Regions from separate parts of the Mus musculus genome. Here all the other regions are linked to region 1. Evidence: chromatin contacts called from public HiChIP or PLAC-seq data. All regions are on one chromosome and are shown on one strand. Each heading gives the region's core, a stretch centred on a gene start, on an enhancer-like site or on the middle of the called end of the contact. The rest is flanking DNA. Distances are from core to core; before and after follow the strand shown. Region 1 holds the start of Plcb2 (phospholipase C, beta 2). Region 2 has its middle 29 kb from the start of Gm39914. Region 3 has its middle 23 kb from the start of Gm32684.

Evidence for each region. HiChIP or PLAC-seq counts read pairs in DNA pulled down with a chosen protein or histone mark.
Region 2: a contact with region 1 is called in an H3K4me3 HiChIP or PLAC-seq map of bone marrow-derived macrophages, with 2.3 times the contacts expected there. The contact joins the enhancer-like site here to the promoter of Plcb2 in region 1. A contact is called at or near these places in 13 of 39 promoter capture datasets (the 3T3-L1 cell line, 3T3-L1-derived adipocytes, the C10 cell line and 7 more), 1 of 484 Hi-C or Micro-C datasets (nephron progenitors), 4 of 115 datasets of contacts at active chromatin or transcription factors (bone marrow-derived macrophages, embryonic stem cells and large pre-B cells) and 3 of 9 other capture datasets (adipose tissue, liver and pancreatic islet).
Region 3: a contact with region 1 is called in an H3K27ac HiChIP or PLAC-seq map of microglia, with 4 times the contacts expected there. The contact joins the enhancer-like site here to the promoter of Plcb2 in region 1. A contact is called at or near these places in 4 of 39 promoter capture datasets (the C10 cell line, the HPC-7 cell line and embryonic stem cells), 1 of 115 datasets of contacts at active chromatin or transcription factors (microglia) and 2 of 9 other capture datasets (embryonic stem cells and liver).

Annotation. Positions count from the first base shown.
Region 1 is chr2:118,726,427-118,730,626 of GRCm38.p6, reverse strand. Plcb2 (phospholipase C, beta 2) reads left to right here and starts at 2,189. Exons shown (of 32, transcript NM_177568.2): 1 at 2,189-2,389. The coding sequence starts at 2,306.
Region 2 is chr2:118,957,408-118,961,607 of GRCm38.p6, reverse strand. No RefSeq gene overlaps it. Among named protein-coding and RNA genes, the nearest start is that of Gm39914, 29 kb to the left of the region's middle. Within about 2 kb of position 1,782, at least 28 of the 459 cell types and tissues checked have an H3K27ac peak or open chromatin away from gene starts, as enhancers often do. A contact at or near this core is called in bone marrow-derived macrophages, where this site is marked.
Region 3 is chr2:118,519,393-118,523,592 of GRCm38.p6, reverse strand. No RefSeq gene overlaps it. Among named protein-coding and RNA genes, the nearest start is that of Gm32684, 23 kb to the right of the region's middle. Within about 2 kb of position 2,837, at least 195 of the 459 cell types and tissues checked have an H3K27ac peak or open chromatin away from gene starts, as enhancers often do. A contact at or near this core is called in the HPC-7 cell line, liver and microglia, where this site is marked.

The sequences.
Region 1 (4,200 bases), core at 940-3,439:
GTTAGATTGGCCTCCCGCCAAGGGGAAGCCTTCCAATCCACAAGGCCCAAGAGTCAGTCCAAGGCTAACTTCCCAAATGTATTCCTGAGACTTCTTCTCTTCCTTCAGCCACGACCACTCTACTATTATTGACATTACGGTTTTTTTTTTCTTCCTTTGTCAACTTAATATTTTTAAAACTTGAACTCCAGCGTTCTAACAATCTTCCAGCTTGTCCCCCAAAGAGCTGTGACTACAGACGTGTTTTGCCATGCTGGGCAATGTATATATATTTTTAAAAGAGGAAACCCCTCTTCAGTAAAGGTCTTTCAAATAGCTTGCTGCTCTTTTGGCTGGCATCCAGATTTAGCAGGTGAGCGCCACTGATGTTACTACAGTCAGGAATCCCAGAGCCTGTCCAGGGGATGCCATCAATGGGTATGGATATAAAGTTTCTCTTCTGTGGGCTTAGGGCCAGAGATGGAAGGTGCAAAGAACCCAGAATTCTTTGAAGGAGGAACAGAGACACCCCTCCTCCCTTCTAGGCTTTCTTCCAGGCCTATGGCTGCAGGCAAGACAGGAAGGAGGAACTTGGAAATGGGGACTAGCTCCGTGCAGGTGACAGGTGTAGGCTTTGGGAAGGGGCAGGGATTTCCCTTGCAAAATTCATTCAAACAGACAGGAAACCTGATCCCACAGAGACAGCCAGATGTGCAGGGGCTCCCAGGAGTCTCCCAGGGAGATCCAAGGCTGAAGGCAGGGCTTGAGGAGAGACACTGAGGGAGGGGTTGGAACACCTGTCACCTGCAGGAGTTTGGGAGCCGGTTTCCAGGCCGTTCATTCAGATCTGGTCTTAGAATTGCTTTTCTGGGGACAATTAATTTCTAAGCTAGCTTTCTTTGAGAAGTTCACTACTTTTATTGGGGGTGGGGTGGGAGGTGGGCAGGCTCTCTTGTAGCCTAGTCTTGAACTCCTGACCCCATCCCTCTAGTGCCAGAGACCCACAGTTTACCTTTTGATTCTCACTAACCCTAACTAACCTGTTCATCTAAACCTGTTCTCTCTTGCCCGCCCCTACTCTCATGCACTGGCTCCTAGCCAGTAGTTCCAGGGCCTGGAGAGGGTAGTTCACAGTTGTCAGGGGTGGCACACAGACCCCTGATGGGACCTGTTGCAGAAGGCCAGGGCCTCAGAGGGGAAGGAAATCATGGGTTAAGCTTCTAGCCTCCCCAACGGTGCTAAGCCATTTGATAAGAGTGCATTATTAGGTAAGAGGAAGTGACTGGGGCCTGAGCTGGGCTGGAACTGAGCCTCTGGGATAGATATGGACGATGTAAGGATCACAACACCTAGAACCGAACTGGGTTAGAGTGGGCTAAACCCTGAACAGGGGGCTAGAGCAGGCTCTGGTCTGCCTCTCAGAACCTCTCTCCTCCAGGATCTGTGTGTGAGGCAACACAGTGCATGAAGGAACACTCCAGTGCTGGCGGCAGCAAAGGGCCTCTTAGGCTGTGAGGCAGCTGCTGGGCAGTGGAGTTTTTAGGTATTCATTGAAAGGTTCAAAGATGCAGAGAAGTGTCATGGGTGAGAGGCATACTGCCTCACCTGGCTCTCATTTTCATGGGGAGGAAGCACTGAGAAAGAGGAGCTGGGTGTCCGAGAGACTTTGCTTATTCAAAACACTCAGTGCCAGCTGGGACCCGGCCCATCCCTGACTCCCACTTCCAGATCCCGCCCTCTGAGGACAGAACCCCTGCTCTGTGGAGGACCCTTTTCCTAAAGAACTGTTTGTGTTCTTGCCTCAGCCCAAGGCTCAGGAATGGTATCTCCCACCCCCCTCCATGATATATCACTTTCTTCCATTGGCGGGGGGGGGGGGTGTGTAAATCTGAGTAAAGCCTGTCTTTGTAACGGGGTCCTGGCCCCAACATTTCTAGATCTCATAGCCCGCCCCTCAGTTCACAGCAGCCCAGAGAAGGAAGCCCAGAGCAGGAAGTGCTGAGGCAGGGGGTGGGGGAGGAACTCCCAGGAGGGGAGCTCAGCCCCCTTGGGCAAAACAGCTACTGCAGCCCCCGGCTTCAGGAGGAGGAGGAGGAGGAGGCTGATTTACAAGGCAGATCAACTGGGCCCTGGCCTGAAGCTCTGAGTCCTGCATCCAGCTACTGCCACCCCGCAGGCTATAAGAGCACCCGACTTCCGGACCAGTACTGGGCGGGTGCCATGTGAGCCTAGCCTAAGCTTCCTCTCCTGTTCACCCTTCTTCCTTCTCTTCTCCTGTCCCCTGGAGAGGTTTGCCCAACCTCTCCAAAGAGGGACACTTGACATCATGTCTTTGCTCAACCCTGTTCTATTGCCCCCTAACGTGAAGGCATATCTGAGCCAAGGGGAGCGCTTCATCAAGTGGGACGATGTGAGTAGGGTTCGCCTCCCCCCCCTCAAATCCCCAGCCCCCGGGACGGTGGGGGCTGGGCTGCTTGGGAGCTTTGCAGAACGGAGGGTTGGTTTATGTCTTCCCAGCACCCAGGCGCCTATGTGTCTGTCACAACAGTCTATCTAGATAAACAAGTCTGGGGTGAGGGTGGGTGCTCCTGGCTGCTGTAGGGAAGGAAGCCTCTGTGTTTGGGAATAAGAGAGGGGGCTATGTGTGTTTGTGTGTGTGTGTGGGGGGGAGTCAGAGTCAGAAATCTTTGGACCTGATTTGCCCTTTTCAAATCCCCGAAGATGATAAAGGTTTGTTTCTAGTAACTTCAGTGTTGGTAGGGGGAATGCATGTCCCTCTCCTCCCACCTCAGCTGAGATCAGGAAGAGAGGTCAGTCAGGTCCTCTTCCCAGCACGGACACCCCAAATTTGCTCTGGCAGGAGGCCCATAACCAGCTGCACCATCCCAGTGTGCAGAACAAACTGTGTCCTGTCCCAGGGAAGCCATATTCTATCTCAAGCTACTACTGTGGCAAGAGTTACAAAAGGGCCGTGGATCCAGTTGAAAACGGGAGGCTCAAAGACTGGGGTCTGAGAAGGAACTTACTGACTTCTGCTTCCCCCATGGTGGCTCAGCTCAGCTCAGCCTTCTATTACCTGCCAACCTGTCATCCGGCCGGGGAGGGAAGACCATCTGCACCCCAGCCCAGAGTCTGCGCCTTCCTAACTCGTCTCTGGTCCTTCTGGGCTGAAGACACAGCCACTAACCATAGAATCTTTTGGTCTAAGAAGAATAAAATGAGAACTGTCACTCAGAGAGGGATAGGCCTCCTTAAGAGTGCTCTAGCCTGGCCTCAGGAAGGCCTGATGTTCTCAACAGCGCATGACATTTAGGAGGTCACCTACAATTACTTCAGCTCCCTGGATTGGCTAGTCTAGTTTCTCTATGAACTGAGGGGAGTCTGAAGCTAGACCCTTCAGGGCTTTGTTACGTTAAGGCATCTGGCTGTCAAAACTGTGGGGATGGGGCCCTGGCATGAAATGCTTTCTGTTTCTCTAGAAGTTGGTCTCTAGAAGTTTTGGTTGGTGTGGCATGGTGGTGGCATGCTGGTGACATGGTGGTGATGTGGCGTGTCTCAGAGTCTATGGAAGGAGGAAAATGACTCACAATGAAAAGTGAAGTGACTCTCTCAGTTCCTCTGGGAAGCCTGTATAACCTGAGGGGGGCTGTAGGTCATCAGGGATAAGGCATGTGATTCTTTCTCCAACCTGTGTGTCTGGTTGACCAATTCCCTTCCCCAACCCAGAGTGCTGTGTGGTCCCTGAACTCTGACTTGCATGAGCAAGAATGTCCCAAGCCCAGGCATGGGACACATGACCTATGAACCAGGTTTTGCTCTTGGATAGCTTTGGCACAGTTAGTAGATATATGGCTCTATATTGATAACTGTAGTAGAAAGGATAGAACCAAACCTGACTCTGTCTAGTCTCCCACAGCCCCTTCAGAACGTACTTAGAGGGGAAACCTTTCCTGGCTATAGAAAGAAACTCAGCAAGCTCTCAGACATGACCTTCACCCTTAGGCAATAGTCCAGGGGTCCCCACAACGCCCAGTCCTTTTCTAGGAACACATTAGAAGTGAAGCTCTAACCGTGCTTTGGCTTGCATTTTGCCCTTCTCCTTCCAGGATGAGGTGGGGGCAACTGCAGGCTTCCTGGAAAGGGGGGTCCTCCGTTCTTTCTCTTCCAGGGCTTCCTACGTGGGGCGCAAGGAAGAATGAGAGTTCTTTCTTGAATATATGC
Region 2 (4,200 bases), core at 533-3,032, 230 kb before region 1:
TAAGGGAGGGAGGTGGCTTGGGGGACTGGAACACACACTAATGTCATGGCTTTGACATCCTTTGCCAGAGCAGGCTATGTTGTTAGTCTTAATAGATCTCTAACCTCAGACATTTTGACCCATTTGGAGACCCAGATGTCATTCACTTGGCATGCAACAGAAACCAACACATTTTTTTTTCTTCTGATCTGTGTACATATGCTCAAATTTAACCCTAACTTTTGACATCTAAAACCTTCATTCTGGGGCCTGGGCTGTAGCTTGGTAGAGCACTTACGTAGCATGCCTGAAGTTCTTGGCTCCATCTGTGACATCCTGGGTTGATCCCTAGCACCACAGAATACTATACTGGTGTTCGTATTTATGGAGGCAGGAGGCTACAATTGGAGGGCAGCCTGGGCTAAATGAAACAAACAAACAAACAAACAAACAAACAAAACACTCACACCCACCCACCCACACACTCAGATAAAAATCAGATCCTAGTAAGCTGATACAAATGTTGGAAGGGTAAGGAATATCTTTTTTCTTGTTTGTTTGTTTGTTTTTTTCAGACAGTGTTTCTCCGTGTAGCCCTGGTTATCTTAGAACTCACTCTACAGAGTGAGTAGGTCAGGCCAGGGCCCCAAACTTACAGAGATCCACCGACCTCTATTTCCTGGGTGCTATTAAGGGTAAGTATATCACAATCAGCAGAGATGCTTCAACAAGAGCAAGATCATTGGTGTTTCCTTAAAAGCAACTTTAATCCCAGCTCAAAGGGAGAGGCAGGTGGATCTCTGTGAATTTGAGGCCAACCTGATCTACATATCAAGTTCTAGGGCAGCCAAAACTACATAATGAGACCTTGTCTTAAAACAAGACAAAAGTAAATCTTCACCTTGGACATACTTAAAATGTTCTGCTTCCTACAGCATGTGGCTGTCAGAGAGGGTATTCTGACCTGAGTGTTAGTTGGTGCCTGTTATCTATGCTCAGACATCTGGTGATTGCATCACCCCACTTGTGAGCTCCTCCTTCAACTTACGAAAGACCCCAGGCTCTGGCATACAGCATGGTAACTGCCACTAATAACAAGGATAATGTCCATACATTCTACACATTCTACATTTGAAAGTAGATCTTGTGTTCTTACCGCACACACAAGGTATATGAGAATGGTAAATATGTTAATTAGTTTGATTGTGGTAATAACGTATATTATTATCATGCCACGCTACACATACATATACACGTGAGCACATGCTTTTATGCGGCAGTATCTCGATTTGTAGCAAGCTGGCTTCCAAATCCTGATCATCTTTCTTGCCTCTGCCTCCAAACTGCCAAGGCCACGGTCGTGCACCCCTACCCTGCTATACAAACTTCTATTTGTCAAGGACACCACAGTATAACTGGGGTTAGGAAGATACCAGGGTTTGCATATCTCCGGAGGAGAACAGGGAGTGCAGACCAACAAAGCAGACCGGCCATGTGTGGGATGGAACAGATGACCTGGACTCTGCTGGGAGAGCCGTTCTTTACCTAGGGAAGACAGCAAACTAACCAGGCAAGGGGCTAACCCTGGAGCAGAGTCAGGACCACCTGACCTGAGAATGGGACAATACAAATTACAACCACAAAATTCCCCCACAGGGGTTGCAGAGGGAAAACCCCCTAGCTAAGGAACTGAAGATAAGGTCAGGGGGCAAAAAAAAGGCAAAGGAGTATTTATCCCCAGAGATAGAGGATGTTTCCAGAAACTGCCTGGGCCTAAGGGTCAGAGTGAAAGACCAATGGGGAAGAAAAAAGGGAACACACAGCAGAGGCAAAACCCACGTGTTGGCTTTGGCTCCTGCCTGTGTCTGAGAAGTAGGGAGAGGGAGAGAGCAAGCAAGGGGTGGGGGTGGGGGTGGGGGTGTAGTTCTTCCTGCTCTCTGCCTTGGCTGCTTTGTTAGGGAAGAGCCTCGGGAGCTGATGGTCCTGGGCTCTCCTTGTTGCTAGCTAACCACATACACACACACACACACACACACACCACCTCCAGCGTCTTTGTGAAGACAATTATGTGTTAACATCTTGAGACAATGCACACATTTAACATTATTTTAGGACACTCATTATTTTCCCAGTCAGTCCCACCACGTGGGTTGCCGGACTAGGACTAAGATTCTGTAGATCAGGATCCTTTGGGTTTGACAGCAAATGCCTTCACCCACTGAGCCATCTTGATGGCCTCCTATGGCTTTTTTTATAAAAAAGACAGTATAATCAATCCAGTGTTTAAGAGAGAAGGTCCTGGAGCCAAATGGCCAGGGTTTAAATCCCAGCTCATCCGTTTGCTAGCTTTGCGGCCTTGGGCAGGAGTTACTAAACCGCTGTGGGCTTCACTTTCCTTGTCTATAAAATAGTTGTGATGACTGCATTTGCTTGGCCTCGAACTCAGAAATCTGCCTGCCTCTGCCTCCCAAGTGCTAGGATTAAAGGTGTGCGCCACCACTGCCCAGCACTTGGAGAGTTTTAAATGAAGATGAAGAGAGATTACACACAATAGGCCAGGACCATCCCTGGCGTGTAGTAATACATAAATGTTTCCCATTTCTTACAGGGTTTGAGGGTTTGGCTTTTCATATCTCCCCAGCTCCCTGGGATGGTCTGTTCTAAATCTTTCCTGCAAGTTGGTGGCCCATAAGTCCACAGGCGGGGATGTGGACTGCCCCTGCTTCAGGCTGGATGAGATCAGTAGCTGCCAGGGCTTAGGGTTCAGCTCCACTCACCCCATCCATTTCTGTCCCTCTTTCTTTTCTCTCTTCTCTTTTAGCTGTGCTGGTGATTGGCCTCAGGGCCTCGTGCATGCTCTACCACTGGGCTACACCCTCAGCTCCATCATTTCTATTTTCTTTATTGGTTGGGGTGATATGCTTCATCTTCTACTTGGCTACACAAAGGTAGAACTCAGTAGAAAGCTTGACTCTTTTTCATTTACTTGCTTACAAGCTGTGAAGCCCAAGTGACTGGTCTAATAGTCCTAACCAGTCACTAGCCTGTTTTAATTACAGTTGTCCTGTCTGGCCTTTTCTAGTGGTTCCTAAATTGTCTTCAGGACTTCGGCCAGTAAAATAGTGTGCAGGCTTATTTTGCGCATGGATTACATAAGGGAACAGAAGCAACCTGGGTGTTTTTGGTATTTTGGTTTACCATTCCAAATCAGATCCCCCCTCTTTTTCCCCCTCTCAGCTTCACCTCCCCCAGGAAGAGGCTGAACTCTCTCACAGTGGCATTTGAATTTGTTCTAGCCTTTGTCACAAAGCTTTGACTAAACACAAAGATCATGGTGGGCACAGTACAGAGGAAATCAGATGTCTCCTGGTCCCACCCCCGTGTTTATCCAAACTGTAAACTTTACCAATTTTTCTTTCCAACAGTGACTTTATGGACCTACCTCAGCAACTGTAACTGAGCTGCTATTTGTGGAAGTTCTGATTTCTATGACAGGAAATGGAATCTCAATACCACAATTTGAGTGGTGTACTTCCTTGATGGGACGCTGCTTCTAATATCTTCAAGTGACTGCATAGCAGACAGATGTGGATATTAATTGATCTACGGACAGATCCAAAATAGCTCATGAAATGCTACGGATACAAATCCAAAACTAAAGGAGAATTTTTGTTTGTTACTTGAGGCAGGGTCTCCTGTAATCCAGGCTGGCTTTGAATTAAGGATGGCGTTGGACTCCTCATCCTTTATGTTTCCATGTCCTGTGTCCTGGGATGGCAGGCAGATTGATTATTACAGCCAGGCACAATAGCTATGTGCAGATATGTGCGGGGTCACGTATGGAGGTCAGAGAAGTTTCTAAGTCAGTTCTATCGTTCCTTTCCTCTTTACACGGGATCTGGGGCTTGAACTCACATCATCAGACTTGTGTGGCAATGGCCTTTATCTGCTGAGCCATTTTCTCCCACTTCTATAGTTATGCTATATGAGTCTTTGGTCTTTGAAGACAAATTTCCTTTTTTGATCCTCATTTTCAGTTCTGTGTGCCACCGTATATTTAATACTTCCCACCAGTCCTCGGCTTGACATTTCTTTAATAATTTTGACAGTCTTAATGAGTTTTTAAGACTGTCTATTAAAGTTATACTAATCAGCATTCTCCAGAGAAACAGGCTCAGCCTGCTATAGGTAGAGTATAGGGGGACTTTCTCACCGCAAATC
Region 3 (4,200 bases), core at 1,588-4,087, 210 kb after region 1:
AACTACTCCCCCTTAATCCCCTGCTTCCTGGGAGAACTTTTTGCCTAACTGGAAAAACTGTTTGGAACCGAATTCTAACCAGAATTAGAAATGCCACTCAGAGAGGTGAGAAGAGACTCTGTTAACCATGTTCTATCAGTCACTGACGTGTAAAACTTGCCTGGCTCCATGCCACCCTGCATTTGAGTGACATTAACAGTGCCTAAGAAGATGAGGCCCACTGATGAGCCGGTGACCACAGAGACAAGGAACTACCCTAAGCCCAGGGCACTGATCCAAAACAAGCTACATGGTTCCTGCCCTGAAGATCAGACCTTTCAAGAAGACTAGGTGGTGTGGAACATTGGGAAAGCCACCTGGCCAGGACGGAGGAGGTTCAATGTGTAAGATGACTCCATCCCTAACTGGTGACTTGGGGAAGGACCTCTCTGGCACTGGGCGTCCTCATCTGTCAGTGGGTAGGACTAGGCTTATTTGTCCACTGTTTTGTCCATTGGTTTCTTTGAGGGTGGAAGAGTCTTGCATTCTTTTGTTTGTACTAAAACAAAATATTGATCATCTCCCCAGGAAAAAGACACAGAGTGTGTCTAAACTCAAGGATTTATATATAAAATTTCAGGCAATTAGCTGGGGGCATGGCTGGTGTGAACCTGTAATTCCAGCACTGGGAAGGCTGAGGTAAATGGATTGAGACAACACTTAGTGAGATTCTCTCTGTCTCTGTCTGTCTGTCTGTCTGTCTGTCTGTCTGTCTGTCTGTCTGTCTCTCTCTCTCACACACACACACACACACACACACACACACACACACACACGGTTCTGTTGTTGTTTTGAAACAGGTCTTGCCATGGCCCTGACTGGCCTGGAATTCTTCCTCCTGAGTGCTGGGATTAAAGTCCTTCACCACTGTGCCCAGCTAAGAGAGATTTTTACACATAATAAAGACTACCTTATTGTAAAGCAACAAGCCTAAAAAAAAGCACCACAGAGGCTTAGAAGCACAAGGAAACCTTCTTCATTCCATCCTTCCCTTTATCCACACTGAGAGATGTTGCTTCTGCATCCTGTGTGCCTCACCCTCTGTGTACCGTGAAGGAGAATTGTGCAATCACTGGAGACTTGTGTTTATCAGACTGCATTCCTGATGTAAGGGGCCCACACTTCCTGTCCACACACTCAGAGACCAAAGCCATGACAATGGGCTGGTTCTTTCAGAAGCCACGACTCCAGTCCAGACAGGGTATTTGTGGCCAGTCTTTATAGCACTCTTATCCAACTTAAAGAGGGGTGCCTTCCCATAAACACAGCAAGGAAGTTCTGATCATGTTGTTTCAAGGCTCATCCTAAATTAGTGTCTGGGAACTAATCAGACCTTGAAAGTATAGGAAAACATGGCCTGAGGCTATGGGAGACCCATAGCAGGTACAGGCAGAGGCCAGGAGGTCTGCGTGTCCCTGATATAAGTTTCTTGTTTGTCACCCGAGTGAGCCCAGGGTTATGCCCGATGATTCTGACTTTGAAGTGGAGAAGGTTCAATGCCTGGTGGTCACCTCATTTCTAACACACATTTACCAAGTGCCGATGAGCCCCAGGCACCAATTTCAGAAGCTCTGAAAAAATGTGAATATACTCGAGTGAAATGGGCATTATTTTAAACAGAATCACAGAGAACCTTCCAGCCCCCAAGTCTGGTAAGATCAAAGCTAGGAAGAAGTCTCTTTGCTGACACCAGGGCCAGGATCCAGTCAATGTCCCACAGCTGGCCATTCCAAGCATGAAACTTCAATGATCCTTCCCCAAAGAAAAGAGTGATGGCTCTCTCTCTCTCTCTCTCTCTCTCTCTCTCTCTCTCTCTCTCTCTCTCTCTCTCTCTCTCTCTCTCTCCTCCCCCTTTCCTTCCCCCTCCCCTCTTTCCTTTCCAAATTTATCTCTTTTATTCTGTGTAATGTATGTGCACTGGTATGTGCCTAGTATACAGGAGCCAGAAGAGGGCACCAGCTCCCCTAGAACTGGAGTTTTGTAGGTGCTTGGAACAGAACCTGGATCACCTGCGAGAGAAGCATGTACCTCCAACTAGTAAGTCATCTCTCTAACGTCTGACACCATTCTCCTTTGGGGACAGTGTTTAAGACAAGGTCTCATTATGGAGCTCTGGCTGTCCTAGAACTCACTATATAGACCCGGCTGGCTTTGAACTCAGATACCCACCACCCTTTGCCTCCTGAATGTTGGGATTAAAGGTGTCTATCACTGTGCCCAGCTAGGTACTATTTTCTTGATCACCAATAGCTATGGTTGGGTGAGTGGCTCTGGACATACCTAGATAGACAAGAGGGCCCTGGAGGGGCCTGATGGGACCTGTGATAACTGGTCTCATTCCTCACCATAGCTCCACCCCCTAGCAAAGACCTTGACTCTGACCAGGAGTTCAGAAATCTCTAGAAAAAGGCAATGAAAACTCATCCTGAGAGTAACCTCATAAGTGCTAATGGTGTGGTGTTCAATAAGACCATCACCACCATCTTCCCTTCTCCCTATATAGTCCAGGAGCCCGGGATTTGTATGACAAAACTAAGCTGTTTCCTTTCTTCCTGGTGCCACAAGGCTCCAAGCAAGAGGGCTTGGAGTTCTGGGCTGAGATGCAGCTGGGGGAAGGGCACACTAGCCACGGGAGCAGTAAGCAGCTATCAGCAGCACAGGATGGCGGGCCACCTGCCTTGTGTGGGAGGTCACAGGCAGAGTTTTCAAGGGTCCTTTCTACCTTGGTGAAGCCCAGTGCACATGGCTGCTGGTGCCTGAGGGTGCAGCCAGGGTAGGCTGAGTCAGTGGACTGACACTTCGTCTGGCAGTGGCTTGCCAACAATCACCCTTCCACTCCTGGGAAGAATCAAGGAGTGGCTAGGCCTGTCCTGAGGTCTTCTCCAGGTCCCCAGCCATGCAGGAGCAGAGGGCGAGCTAAGGGGATGCTGGGAATGGGCTAGCCTGCAGTGTTTACATGTGAAGACAAGGGCATGCTGTGGTTAATCTTTCAAACCACCCCAGACATTTCTCTAATGGCTTTGGGCTGCCTCTTAGCTGGGTATAGGGATACTGTGTCCCTTTGCAAGGTCACTCACCCCTACCCTGTCTCTCTGTCTCTGTCTTGCCCCCCACCCCAAGAAATACCTGCTTGGCTCCTCAATAACGCATAGACCTTCCAACAAAGAGTTAACCTGCCCCTAGTAGCATCCCACCAGAGCCTTTGAACCAGCCTTCTGTGCCTGCCCATGTGTGTAGCCTCAGGACTGCCACTCACTCACACTTGCTGGCTCTGCTGCAGTGTACACAAAGGCTGCCTTGTTTCTGGCCGAGCTGGAGTCACATGTTTTCACTCTTAACCAGAGCTTTAAAACGAAACAGCCACCCTCTCTGGCCCCAGTTGACCCTGTTTACGTCTGTGGAGCCAATTCCAAACAGCTACAGTAGCGAAAACTGCTTTCTAGGGGGACTTCTTGACTGTCTGTGTAGAGAGAACAAATCCTCACTTTGTATAAAGGGGGGACTTTAAGGAGTTTAGGGAAATGCCTTAGAGGGGAAAATACTAGGAAGCCAGCAGCTGGCCACAACTTCTCTGTTTTCTAAAGTATCTCTTACAGGAGACCCCAGGGGCCAAAGATAAAGCTTGCAAGAAACAAAAGGATGAGCAGAGTTTTCAGGGCAAAGAGACAGAACCTTCTGGATATTCCTAGTGAGATCCCATTATTTAACCCTTGAAGAAAGTGATATTTTCTTCTTTCTTTCTTTCTTTCTTTCTTTCTTTCTTTCTTTCTTTCTTTCTTTCTTTCTTTCTTTCTTTCTTTAAAGAATAATAAGTTTTTGTTTTCTTTTGTGTAAGTGTGGATATGAGTGTTTGTGTATGTATATGTGTGTGTGTGTGAGTGTGTATAAGTGTATCTGTGTGTTTGTGTGAATGTGTATGAATGTGTGTGTGCGCTCGCGTGTGTACATAATGAGTTAATGAGCAATGCCCTTTGTTTGGTTTGTTTGTTACTAACAGTAGGAAAGAAAGTTCTCTTTCCTGGCGTAGGGAAATGACCTGAACTGTGGAGGCTTCTAGAAACGTCTGGTGTCAGGTCTGGCTGAGAAGGACCTGTTTTGTTTTGTTCTGTTTTTTTCTGTTTGTACCCTGAAGACTTTCTTCTTTCTCGTTGTGAGTGGTGA